Linked DNA regions of Mus musculus: region 2 is linked to region 1. A link is a contact called in public HiCAR-type data. All regions are on one chromosome and are shown on one strand. Each heading gives the region's core, a stretch centred on a gene start, on an enhancer-like site or on the middle of the called end of the contact. The rest is flanking DNA. Distances are from core to core; before and after follow the strand shown. Region 1 overlaps Gm29185 (a long non-coding RNA gene). Region 2 overlaps 6030407O03Rik (RIKEN cDNA 6030407O03 gene).

Evidence for each region. HiCAR-type assays count read pairs that join an accessible place to other places.
Region 2: a HiCAR-type map of kidney shows a contact between it and region 1, with 5 times the contacts expected there. The contact joins two enhancer-like sites. A contact is called at or near these places in 3 of 115 datasets of contacts at active chromatin or transcription factors (astrocytes, embryonic stem cells and kidney).

What each region holds. Positions count from the first base shown.
Region 1 is chr1:73,226,337-73,232,719 of GRCm38.p6, reverse strand. The region is part of intron 1 of Gm29185 (a long non-coding RNA gene); the gene reads right to left. Among named protein-coding and RNA genes, the nearest start is that of Gm31197, 89 kb to the right of the region's middle. Within about 2 kb of position 1,954, at least 1 of the 459 cell types and tissues checked has an H3K27ac peak or open chromatin away from gene starts, as enhancers often do. A contact at or near this core is called in kidney, where this site is marked.
Region 2 is chr1:73,628,877-73,635,773 of GRCm38.p6, reverse strand. All of the region lies in intron 7 of 6030407O03Rik (RIKEN cDNA 6030407O03 gene), which reads left to right. Among named protein-coding and RNA genes, the nearest start is that of C530043A13Rik, 100 kb to the right of the region's middle. Within about 2 kb of position 5,258, at least 11 of the 459 cell types and tissues checked have an H3K27ac peak or open chromatin away from gene starts, as enhancers often do. A contact at or near this core is called in kidney, where this site is marked.

The sequences.
Region 1 (6,383 bases), core at 705-3,204:
TAATAACCCTGACCTGAAGAGAGAATCTGCATGCATGTTATTTTGCTTTTGTTTTGGTTGCTCTCAAAACTACACACCCACACATACACACATACTATTTCCTATTGCAAATGATGCCCTGGGGAGCCCGAGAACATCTGTGTGTTACAAAAGGGAGGAGATAAGCAAGTGACTATTTTAAAATTACAGTTGGAAAAAATAGAACTCCAGATGAAATTTGAGATAAAGTTCCAAATAAAGTCTTATGATTTGTGGGTCCTACATAAAATAAAAGAACCCCTAAATAGCATGGTATTGGCATAAAACAGACACATGGGCCAATGGGAAAGAACCTTGGTGGAAACCTGCACCTCCCCAACCTGCCGAGTCTCAACAATGGTGCTAAGAGCACATCAGAAAGAGTGGCCTTTGGAAAATTGGGTAACCTCTTGGAGGAATGAAAGCAGACTCATGTCTCACGTACTACACAAACTACTCAAAATGAACAAAAGACTTAAAATGTAAGACCCAAACTACAAATCAATTAGATGGAAACATAGGGCAAACTCTTCAGGACAATGGAATCAGTAAGAAGTCTTGGGGAAAATACCTGTGTATAGGAAACAAAACCAAAAATGAACAAAGAGGACACATCAGAATAAAACCCTTCTACACAAAAAAGAGTAATCAAGAGAGAAGAGAGAAATTGCACAATGGGAGAGCTAACAAAAGGGCAACATGTAGGATATATAAAATCCTCAAAAAATTTAAGAAAAAATAAGGAGAAAGATGATTTTAAAATGATCTGAACACATATTTTTTTCTAAATAAGACATATAAATATCCAAGAGGTAGATGGAAAAACTGCTTATCACTAATCATTAGGAAAGTACAAATCAAAACTGCAGTGATGCTGGGAAGATGGTTCACTGGATAGAATGCTCAAGCATGAGGAACTGAATTTGGATCCTTACCACCACTTAAAAATTCAAGAGTGATGCACACACCCCCAGTCCTGAAGCAAGAGGCAGAGACAGAAGATCTTAGGAGTCTGCCAACCAGTGAGTCTCACCTGTTAGTGAGCTCCAGGTTCAGAAAGAGAATCTGCTTAAAAAAAAAATAAGGTGGAGAGCAAAAGAGAAAGACAAGCACTAACCTCTGGTTTCCACATGTGCACACGTGGGCACATGCAACTACACACAAGCATGCACACATGCCTATGTCATACACACACACACAAATGCACATGGAGATACAAATAAATAATTTTGAAATGAGTGCATGTTTTCAGTGAAACAATGTAAAAGTGCTAGTGAGGACAAGGAGAAAGGGGCCCTTTGAACACTGTTGTTAGAAAGAAAAATTAGTGCATACATCATGAGAAACAATATGGAGACCTCACTATGGAAGGAGAGCATGTTCCCACTTTGATGTCTATGGATATTCTTGTCTGTTGACATCCAGTTATTCAGTACTGTCCCATCTCACGTGGTGATAGATAGAGGAGCCTATAGGTATAGATCTCTGAAAGGGTAAACCAAAATTATTCTCCTCCTTACTAGTTGACTAGCATGCTATGTTGTTATAGCAACTGAAAGCTGGTCAGAGAAAGTAAGGATAGAGTTTATTCTGCTACTTTGATGACAGATAAAAGGATGGTATGCATGCAAATTATTTTATATCATTTCTTCTTCATGGAAGTACTCAGTAAGTACCAGCCTATGATAACTTTGGTGGTAATGCCTGAACTGTGTATACCTGCAGAGGGAAAATTTGGAAGGAGGAGGTAAGAGCAGATGTTGAAGATAAAAATGTGTCTAAAGTGAGTGTCTTAGAGTCTTTCTCCAGACCAATCTCTCTTTCCTGCACATTCATTAAAATCCCTGGGAAAAATAAAGAGCCTTGATTTTCTTTTCCATGGAGTTAATCATCAGCAAGTTTAAAAATTAAATTTCAGTGCTCTGTGAGGACTTTGTCTAGGAAACTCTGTCAACTTGCAGGATGTAGAATGCATAGGGAGCAGACCTCACTGAAGCCCTAGAGAGACTGTTAAGCAGTTTTTGTCATCATGTTTCAGAGAACATACTGTTCTGCACTCCATACTCGAAAAGAATAAAAGACTGCTAGGTTTAGGAATTACTTAGCATATTGGATACCAGAACTTTGTACTTGGTGGTAAAATAAACCATGATTCAAGAAAAAAATTAAATTCCAGGCCATCAAGATGACCCCGGGGGTAAAGGTATATGCTACTAAGCCTGGCAGCCTGAGTTTGAGCCCAAGAACTCATTTCAAGAAAGAACTGAGCATCCCACATTTTCCTCTAAGCTGCTTCCATGTTCTTCTAGACATGGAAGCCTTGGCATATATACACAAACACATTATATTAAGTAATGTAAAAAATTATTTTAAAAAACTGTATTGTTTTAAATAACAGGTGGTTTGTATATTGTCAGAGGTTTACCATCAGTTGGTGAGCTAAACCCTTAGACTTTTGACCCCATTCTACTGAAGTGATTTTAGTCAAACAAAAGCCAGAAACACAATGGAAAGGAAGAACAAAACTTAACTTGAAACTTTCATCTGTTAAGGTAAAATGTTTTGTTTTGTTTTGTTTTGTTTTGTTTTGTTTTGTTTAAAAAAATCATCATCCTTGCTCTTAAATAGCAGAGGGTGACTGGTTGGCAAGGGTAGAGAGATGAGAAAAGCGAAAAGAATTGAAGTTTTAGATGTGGGGTTTTTTTTACACAAGGAATTAGTGTAGAGATGTTGTTAAAGCAACAGCCCAGTGGATCATAGTTTGCTAAAGAAAGCTTCCTACATCATAAAGAAGGCAGGAAGCTGGTGACCCAAAAGCTCCCTGCTGCTATACCTCTCCCACTTTAAAACCATAACCTTTTAGTAATTAATAATAGAAGGAATCTACTTCCACTTTTGAATTTCTGACTTCTTAAAATCCAGATGATGAGACAGAACAGGGTCTGCTGTCTCACAGAAAAATTCCATCTCCCCTCCCCAACTCCCCTGACCCCTGCTACCTTTCCTCCATCCTTCCCTTTCTCCCCTACCCATCCCCCATTTCTCATAATATGAATTAGCTAATACCACTTCAAAAACACTTTAGTTTTAGAGCTGCAGGATAGTATGATTTTTCATTGTTGTGCTGTGTTACATGTTTACAGTACGTTAAAATAACTATGTGGCCATGACAAACTGTGAAGAAGGAAATATACAGAATAGTCAGCACGATATTTAAAGAGAAGGGCAAAGCTGAGGACTGAGCTGACTTCAAGACCAAGTATAAAGCTACAAAAATAAAAACAAGGTAGAAATGCTTCAAAAACTGATTAGAAAACAAAGGAGAAAGTTTAAGGTTAATCAATCTCTCAGAAGAACAGTCAGCTGATATTGACAAAAGAGCAAAGGCAATACGATAGAGAAGAGAGTCTTTACATCAACAGATGCTGGAACAACTAGATGTCTACAGGCAATAAACAACAAATAAACAACTGATATTCAGATCTTTATGACCAGCACAAGGTCATAAAGATAAACTTAACTTGAAACTTTCATCTGTTAAGGTAAAATGTTTTGTTTTGTTTTGTTTTGTTTAAAAAAAATCATCATCCTTGCTCTTAAATAGCAGAGGGTGACTGGTTGGCAAGGGACACACACACACACACACACACACACACACACACACACACACACAAAAAAACCAAATCATTGACCTAAAGAAAAAGCTATAAACCGCTGGAAGACAACCTGAGACAATCTAGAAGACACTGCTAGGCTCCCTGAGTTTCAGATTCAATACCAAAGCTGTAATTCATTAACAGATTGATTATGAACTATATTCCATGGGAATTTAAAATGTTCTTCAGAAGTCACTGACAATAGAAAGATATATAAACCATTGACTCCAAAAAGTACTTGCAAAAGATCATCAGATAAAAGGGTGTTGTCCAGGTTGAACAATAAGAATGCAAACAATCCAATTAAGATGACAAAATAATCTGAACAAACAACTCATCAAAGGAGAAATCAAGATGGAAATAAACATGGGGAAAGATGCTCACTATCATATGTCATTGGGTAATTTAATAAAACAATAGTGAATGCTCCTACACATCTATCAGAATGGCCAAACCCCAAACACTGACAATGGCAAGGACAGTCTAGGGCAAAGAGCAGAAAGACTACTCACCAATACTGGGAGTACAAAACAGAACAGATACTTTAGACAACAGTTTGACAGTTTCTTGAATAAACTAATAAACCCTAATTATCTGTTCCATTAATTGTGCTTCTTGGTGCTTATGCAGTGAATTAAAAACTCAAGTCTTCCCAAAACATACAATAAAACTCTGTTGATTATTGGCAAAACTTGAAAGCAGCCATCTTAGCCTGCAGGAAATGAACACAATGTGGTAAACTCAGACAACAAAGTATTACTCAGCATGCATGAACACACACACATATACACAGAAAAGCTCATAAGACATTTGAAAAGACATGGAAGAAATGTAAGTGTGTATGAATACCGAAAGAAGCTTGTGTGAAATGAATCCACTGTTTATTATCCCAATTATAGGAAATTCTGAAAAGGGGCATCACAGAAATAATACAGGATGCAACCGAGAGACCATGGAATATGCACTGAAAGTGAGGTCTACTAAAATCATGGACTTAACAGGATAAGGAGGTGGTAGCCACAAATGTGCCACTCTGGCAAAGAAGGTTGAAGGTGGAAGAGTCTGCCCTTCTGTGGGGCAGGAGGTACCTGTGAGTACTTTTCATCCAATTTTGTTCAGAATCTAAATCTTCTCTGAAAAAGAAAATTTGATTTTTAAAATTGGGTGGCATATGCTGGGTATGACAGTAGACAGCACAAAGATGACAAAGTAAGTGATCCTACCCCAGACCTCAAGGAATGTGTAAGGAAATTGCAAACAGCAGATAAAATGCCCATAAAAGAGAGCAGTAGAGAAATGTATAATTCAGAGAGATGGTTCCGCTCTATTTTTTGTATCATCCCCTCTAGAGCATAAACCTCGATACGCAGCACATAGAAGGAAGACCCCAGTTAAAATCCCCAAAGCTGAACATAACTGTTGTTACCAAGCATTATGTATTGGGAACTGAAATCACCTCTTATAGTGTAGGAGGCAATAATCTGTGGAGCCCCAGTTATGACCCCGACAACTGTTCCCGTCAGCCTGTTACACAACCACTCTGTGCCGGTAAAGCAATTTGCACAGGGCCTGGCATGGAGCAGCATCCCATAAACAGCGCTTCTGCTTGTTATGACAGAAGGTGGAAGCGTCTACTGTTCATTACGAGGGTACAAGAGGCATCTGGCAGAGAGCAGACATCACCCAGCCGTGTTATTTTTCAGATTATGAAACTGAATATGGTGCAAAGCGTGCTCCATACACAGGCATCTTCAGCAGCTTTTGACAGAAATTCAAGGCCTTGGTCCCTACCCTAGACCTACGCAATAAAAATCCCTGAGGGTGAGCAGGAACCTATTTGCAGGTAACTCTGGTACACAAAGCAGAGGAATAATGAGTAGAATCCAGTCTCATCAGTGTACACACACACACACACACACACACACACACACACACACAAACACTTATAGATAGTTAAAATTAAAATATAATATCTTGCCCCTTTTCCACTTTCAAATTAACCCTGGGCATCGGTTCCTTAAGACAGAGGAAGTTGACAGAATTGTTCTCCAAACCCAAAGAAAAACAAGGACCTACTTACTGAATTTGTGGCAACCACAATCCAATATTTTAAGGTGTTGGTTAACAAATGAATGATAGAGCTGAGCATGTCACGTGACTTGCCATATAAAAGGATGGCATTCCAATACATAGTGCAACAGGAATGGAACAGGAAGCTTGAAGAAATGCTGAGAAAACCATCCACAGGAGACCACAGATTGTCTGGCTGCAACTATACAAAAGGTTCCTAAGAGATAAGCCATAAGTCCATAGGTTAATGATAACTACGTTGCAGGTCAGGGAGGTTTGGAAGATGACCACTGATTGACACAAGATTCCCTTTCAGGGAACAGAAAATATCCTAAAATTGATTTGAGTGAACATTCCATGACTCTAGGACTGCAAAAAAGCATTGAATTTCCCATGGTCTAGTAGATGGTCCTACACCCAGACACCTTTAGCAACATTAACTGGGCTTGATGGATTATCAAAACAACAACAATAAAATGATATGAAATTGGGAATGGAGGGACATGATGGGGAGAATACAGGGGTGAAACTGGAGGTTGAAACTGAGGGGGGCTTATGATTCTATTTGATTGTATACATGTATAAAATTCTCTGGAAAAAAATAAAATTACAATAAGAAAGTAAATTATAACCCAGTGT
Region 2 (6,897 bases), core at 4,009-6,508, 400 kb before region 1:
CCTGCTGATTTCAGTCTCCAGGGGAGAGAGAAGAGTTCTTCAGGACAGCATTGACCTGAGTGCTCTCTGGTAGTCTTACTAGATTGATGGTGATTGGTTCTAGAAGATACATCCCCTCCACCACTGCCTGCCCTCTCTCTTTAGTTACTGGTTTATCTCATCATGCCTCATACAAGACAATGTCTTGAGTTGGAGAGTGAAAGAAGAGAAGAGAGGCAGGGAAGGAGTGGGGGAGGAGGATAGGGGAGATAAAGGCAGAGAGAAAGACAAAGGAAGGAGACAGGGATAGTGAGGTGGGCAAGAATTTTACTTGGGAGGTAGGACAGATACTAAGGCTAATGATGGAAGACAAGTGTCATTTCATAGTTTCTGGAACACAAGGTGAGCAGGAAACAGATAGAGAACACAGAGATTCCAGACCTTTGAGACATTATGAAGAGCATTGTGGAACTGACTTCCTTTTCCTTTCCTTGCTACAACATCATCACCATCATCTGAAGAGGCAGGCTGTCTCAGCTCCTCTACCATGCAGGCAGATTCACACACCATGTGGCAATATCTTAAGCAGAGGTGGAGTTGACATGGCATGCCATCTCTCTAAATCCAAACCATTTATTATCTCTGAAGTCTAGTCTGCCAGCAGTTCTGTCATCAAAAGCCACTTTCATAAGCACACTGTGTCCATGGCAATGTCCCAAGGTCTGCCGAGTGGATGACATGTATGGCTGCCTCATTTTGATGTGCTCCCTACAGGAGGTCCTGAGTCAGGAACTCTGCTAAGGATTTCACAAGCACTGTTCCATTGCCGCAACAAGAATCCCATTTTGAGGAAGTTGAAGAGGTTAGGCATCTCATCGGAGGGCAGAGAACCACGGGCAAGCAGAACATAATGCAAACTTGGGCACAGAGCTCAAAGACCCATTCTTTTCACCTGACTTCTTCATCTACCCGTCTGATGTCTTGGCTGGGGTAGCATCACTTGAAGCATCTATCTGTGATGTCTTTGGAATCACAGTTGTAGCACAGTGGGACCTCTGACATGAACATTCACTTCTCCAAGAGGGAGGGAGACAGTGAATGACTTGAGCCTGCATGACTCTTTATAACCTGGCTTTGGGTGTCATCTAGCCACATTTTTCCAATAATTACATACCTGCTCATGCTTATAGGGAAGGGACATTCTCCATCCCCAACTCAATAGTGTGTTGTTAAAGACTTTGGACATATTTCAAAGCCACCAGGTGTGATAAAATTGTGGGTCAGTAAATAAGTGGGCTGGATGGATTGAGATGCTGATGTCTGTCAAGGACAATGCTTGCTTGTTTCTCATTTAAAGAGTTTGAAAGCCTAGGATGACAATTTGTGCCTTTATTTGGCTGAAGTCATTCAACTCCCTTGTCCCCAAGGTGATTGGTAGAAAAAGCAGGCACCAGCTCCAGGGCAGAAGGGCAGCTGGATATCACCCACCAACAGGATGTTATTTGAAGGGGACTCAAAAACCTCTGCCGCATGAGATGTCATTCCGAGTTGGGGGTCAGCTCACTGAATCTCAGTCTTTCATTTTATAGTTGGCAAGTCTGAAGCCACTGGGGAGGAAGAGTGTAATCCAAGGTGATGCAGTCCAGCCTGGTGGCCTCTAGCCTCATATGTCTAGAGGAGTAGACATAAAGGAAGATAGAGAGTTTACCTCTCAGTTACACTGGCTGGATTTTAGGGCCCAAGCACCACTTGTGGATGTTGGGGACTCTAGCTAGAAAGGTAGATAATAATTATACCCACAGCAGCACTGATCTACAGGCACACAAGCTGCTGGAGTTGGAGGGAACTCTAGTCAGGAGGGCCCTGTCCTCTATTGACCAGGCCTTGGAACTTTCCTCGGGGAGGCTGTGGGTTGCTGGGAACTGGCTGTCAGAAGAGGTTCAGAACCCCTCTAAAGCCCCAAGCCTGCCTTCTCCATTTGCTTGTCATTTAGGTCTGGCTGACTCTCATTAGATTTGTAGGAAGAGACTAAAGTAGAGGGAGTATGACTGAATCTGGAGAGGGACTCTGTTTAGGGATTCAAAGGACCTAGGAGAGAAATCTCTCTGATAACAGCAGTGCAGGGGCTGATAAGACCCCTGCCAGGAGAGGGAGGCTGCCTAGAGATCTACACAATCACCACTTCTGGCTATAGTCCTAGCTCTCAGGAGAATACTACCCTGCTTCAGCCCCTCTCTCCCTATATTGCAGCTCAGCTTGGATAAGAGACCAAAAGCCAGTGCAGTCCCTTCACAGGCTTCTTGGAGCACTTTGATATTAGCATTACCTCCCTCTTTGGGGTTAGGGGCAAGCACTATTCCCCCTTTCATCTGTGGTAGCAGGGAGGGGATGTTAGCACCCACCCTCCCCATTCCTCTTCCAGGTGCGACCAAGGCCTTTTCTGCCCTATGCCTACTCTGGAGCAGGGCAGCAGAGGTTAGAGTCTTGGCTATTGACCCTGGGTCCTCCCTCTCCCAACCCCACAAGCAATTTGGCCCAGTCATTTTGGACTTTAGTTTCTCATCTGCAAAATGAAGAGGAAGTGACTGAGTTTTTCTCACAGATTACCATGATCAGCAGCCTCCCAAGGAGCATGCTAAAGGGCAGGTGTGACCCCCCAGGTCTGAGAGCAACCTGGGACTCTGTATTTCTTAGGATCCCAGGGCTGCTTTTGTTACTTGTCTATGGAGGCAAGGATCTGTCACGGATTGGGGAATGCTTTCTATATAGTCAGGAACATCCTGCTTGTGTTCTTTAGTAGAGAAGCTACCTGCTGCAGGAGGCTACTGAGCACTTAAAACATGGCGGGTGAGTTCAAGGAGCTAGATTTTCAGTTTTACCCTGTTTTAATGAATTAGGGTGTTCAGTGGCTACCAAGTTGGACAGCACAGCATGGGTACTCTCTAAGACAGTTTACTGACCAGCTCTGTGGATTTAGTCAGGTCATTTAATTTCTCAGACTCACAAATTTATCACTAATACAAATAAAAACAAAAAGCGTTTCCTGTTTATCAGGGATGCTGGTTGGCTGGTAAGAATAGTCTGTAGTCTGTGCAGATGTGTGCTATGTAGTTATGTCATTACTATTACTGTTACTGCTATTGACGTACCAGTAGGCATTGAAGTTAGACAAATTGTATTAAAATCCCATATCCATCTAGCTCTTCTTGTTCTGGGCTTCTGCAACCTTTGATCTCACCAGCTCTAAATAACAGCTTTCCAGGATTTAGAATTTTTTTTAAAAAATATTTTTATTAGTTATTTTCCTCATTTATATTTCCAATGCTATCCCAAAAGTCCCCCATACCCTCCACCCACTCCCACTTTTTGGCCCTGGCATTCCCCTGTACTGGGGCATATAAAGTTTGCAAGTCCAATGGGCCTCTCTCCCCGTCATGTTTTAAGTGCTCAGTAGTCTCCTGCAGCAGGTAGCTTCTCTACTAAAGAACACAAGCAGGATGTTCCTGACTATATAGAAAGCATCCCCCAATCAGTGACAGATCCTTGCCTCCATAGACAAGTAACAAAAGCAGCCCTGGGATCCTGGGTGAGTGAGTTCTCTCTGTATTTTGTTAGGAACTTGATAAAGAATGACAAATAAAACCAGAAACTCACCCTGCTCCTCCATCTATATCGTTCCGTGCTAAGTCAGATTCAAATGGTGCTGAGGTTGGGTGATGGTGTAACTGGGAGGACATGTGAAAAGGGGGCATTTCGAGTAAACCAACACATAGTCGATGATTAGATGTCAGAAAGGGGACTGGAGAGTCTGGGCTGGAGATGTGAGTGTGTCTTCCCACAAGGTTACTGAGAATCAGCAGGAGGTCATGTGCAGGAGATCAGGGGGATGGGTCTTAGAGGAGCTCAGTACATGGCTATCTCTTTCCCCCTGTGGGGCTACAGAACAGTACCTCATGCTGGCTGGGCAGTCTCAGCCCCTGCACTGGAACCTGCGGTCCTTGTTGTAGCTCAGGTCTCCCTAAATTAGGAATTATTATTTCTGTGTTAAGGTTGAACCGATACTACCAAATTAGGGCAGACCCAATTTACCAGTTGATGGATATTGCACTGAGCCCCAAAAGAATAAAACATCCACACAAACAGCCTATGACATTGGAGAATGATCTCTCTTTGAAAGAGGCTATTTATGATCAGTGAGTGTATGTGAGAGAGAGTGTGGACATGTGCATGCTGCAGTCTGAGTGTGAAGACCGTACACAGAACAACTTTCAGAAGTTTGTTCTGTTAATCCCATCTGTTCAGAATGAGACCAAATTTGCCAAATTTGAAGCCAGCTTTAATTAAATACCAGTCAGGTCCATACTTGGGTTCTCAGGAAATGGCCATGAGTCACATTTTGCTGAGGCTTAAAAAAGGCAAAACTGTCTGGATGATGGTGGCCCATGACATTAATCCCAGCACTTGGGAGGCTGAGGCAGGGGGAGCTTTGAGGGTTCCAGCCTGGTTTACAGAGCAAGTTCTAGGACAGCCAGGACCGCCAGGGCTATACGGAGAAACCCTGCTCAAAACAAAAGAAAACAAAACAAAGACAAAGCTCACAATTCATGACATTTTCCCTCAGATCCAATCATGGGCAAGCATACATCCTGACTACTTCCTGCCTGTGTACCTCTCTCCTACACCTAATCAGGGAAGCATACAACCTGACTATGTCCTACCCACGCACCTCCCACCCACACGTGACCAAGCACATCCCACGCATACGGGTCAAACAAACTTGTTTAGGGAGTGAAGACAAACTTGGGTTCTCAGGTCTCCCCTTCTTACTGTGGGTTCTTGGGATCAAACTCAGGGCATCAAGCTTAGTGGGTAAATAACCTGAGCCATGGAGCGATCTCAATGGCCCTGGGAATGAGATCTGAGTTGGTTCTTTCCAGGAGGTTTGACAGTTTGAGTGTAGCTATTGGTTTACAGCTCCCTTTTGAGTTTCTCCCTTTACAGTCTGTATTGTTCATTTGTCCCTGTGCTATCACCCCTGTCAATGAGATAGCTCATGATGGTGCTGTTGGATAGTTGCTATTATTTTAAATAACCAATTTCCTTCCCCAGGAGAGGGTTTGGGGTGGGGAACTGGTCTTGCACCCGTGTATCAGCACAGCCACCTGACTTGCTGTCCATGTGTGGCAATAAAGCTAAGCCATGTGACAGCCTTCAGAAGCAGTACCACAGGGAAGCAGCAGCTGGCTTAGCCAGAAAGAGCCCCATTCTGGCAGCAATCTCCTCTCAGATGCAATTGCTCTTAGACTCTGTTAGGTGGACAGTTTACAAAGTAACTGATTAACAATGGTGTACTGAGTCCCAACCAGATATTTTGCAATATTTGCTTAGTGTGTTTAGCTGCTTCTTCTAGAGCCTTGTAATAATTTAGTGGGGAGGCCTCCTTTTTGTTACTACTACTTATAGGACATAATGAAACATATTTTCATCATTAGCATTAGAATTTCAGTGTTTTAACAATAACCTTGAAGTTTCTGTTCCTAAATATGTGGAACACTTTCCCCTGATGGGCGCTTCTGATTTTCCTTCCATACTCTGGGATATAAATGCTAATTGAATCTAATCCCAAACCAGGTTACTTTGTCTTCAAATTTAAATGTAAATGTCTGATTTTTCTTAATAGTGAAGATTTACTTTAAATTTCCTTTGAAGTTCTAGCATGTTTCTAGTGCCTTTGAATATAAATGTAAAATTTAGTTTAAATGTCATCTGCCAGGAACGGGTGATTAAGGCAGACGTGCTGTTTGGAGAACTGACAAATGCTATTAAAAAGAGCTTAATGTTTTTGAGAATGAAAAATGGCAATTCAAGCACAATAAAAAGCCAGAAATGACTAAAATGATAATTTCCATCACCAGCAACATGTCAATTTGAAAAGGAGCAGCGGGGACTTACTGACTTGGTAAGGTATTATCAGAGAAGCCTTTATTCTGCAACAAAAGTAAATGGTCTCTTTTTAAATAAATCAGCAAAGAAACGTCCAGCTTTTTTCTTTTAAAAATTCTATTAAAAAATTTAATGCCTGGCATGCTCCACATGACTTTATTCTCAGGCTTGAGAGGCAGATGCAAGCAGATCTCTGAGTTTGAGGCCAACTTGACTTACAGAGGGAGTTCCAGGACAGCAAGGGACACATGGAAAAATCCTGACTCAAACACAAACAAACAAAAAGCCAAAAAAAAAGATAAAATAAATAAATGTAAAAAGATTTGTTTTTGAATTACAATAAAATCATATCATTTCTCTCTTTCTTTCTTCCCCTCAAAACCTTCCTATATATTCGCATCTTTCTTTTAAACCCTTTCCTTAATTGTTCACACAAAATGCACAAAACACACATACATACACACTCCTCAATACATAAAAACAACTGACTCGGGCTCTATAACGTTACTGGTATGTATGTTTTCAGTACTGACCATTCGGTATTGGATAACCAATTGGTCCGCTCTTCCTTGGAGAAGACTATCTCTCCCATTGCATCAGTCCTTGATTGCCGGTGGCTCTTTGTCCAGAGTTGAGGCCTGTGGCCTTCCCCCTGTCTACATCAGCATGTCTGTTGGTGTTGTCCCTGTTCCTCACATGCATAGACAGCCATGTTAGTGAGGCTTCATGAGTGTGGCTTCTGGCATTTCTCAGAGTCCCAATCTCAGGGCAAACTCCTTGTTCCTTTCGCTCGTACAATCTCCTCATCGTCTTTACCCCAATGTGTCCTGAACCTTAGGCACAGGACTTGGGTTACAGATATATCATTTGGTACTGGCAACCACTGCATTTTGTTGGTTGTGGTTTTCTGCCTGTTGCGAAGAGAAGCTTCCTTCATGAGGGTGAAGAGGGAGTATAGTCACCAGTGGGTTTAAG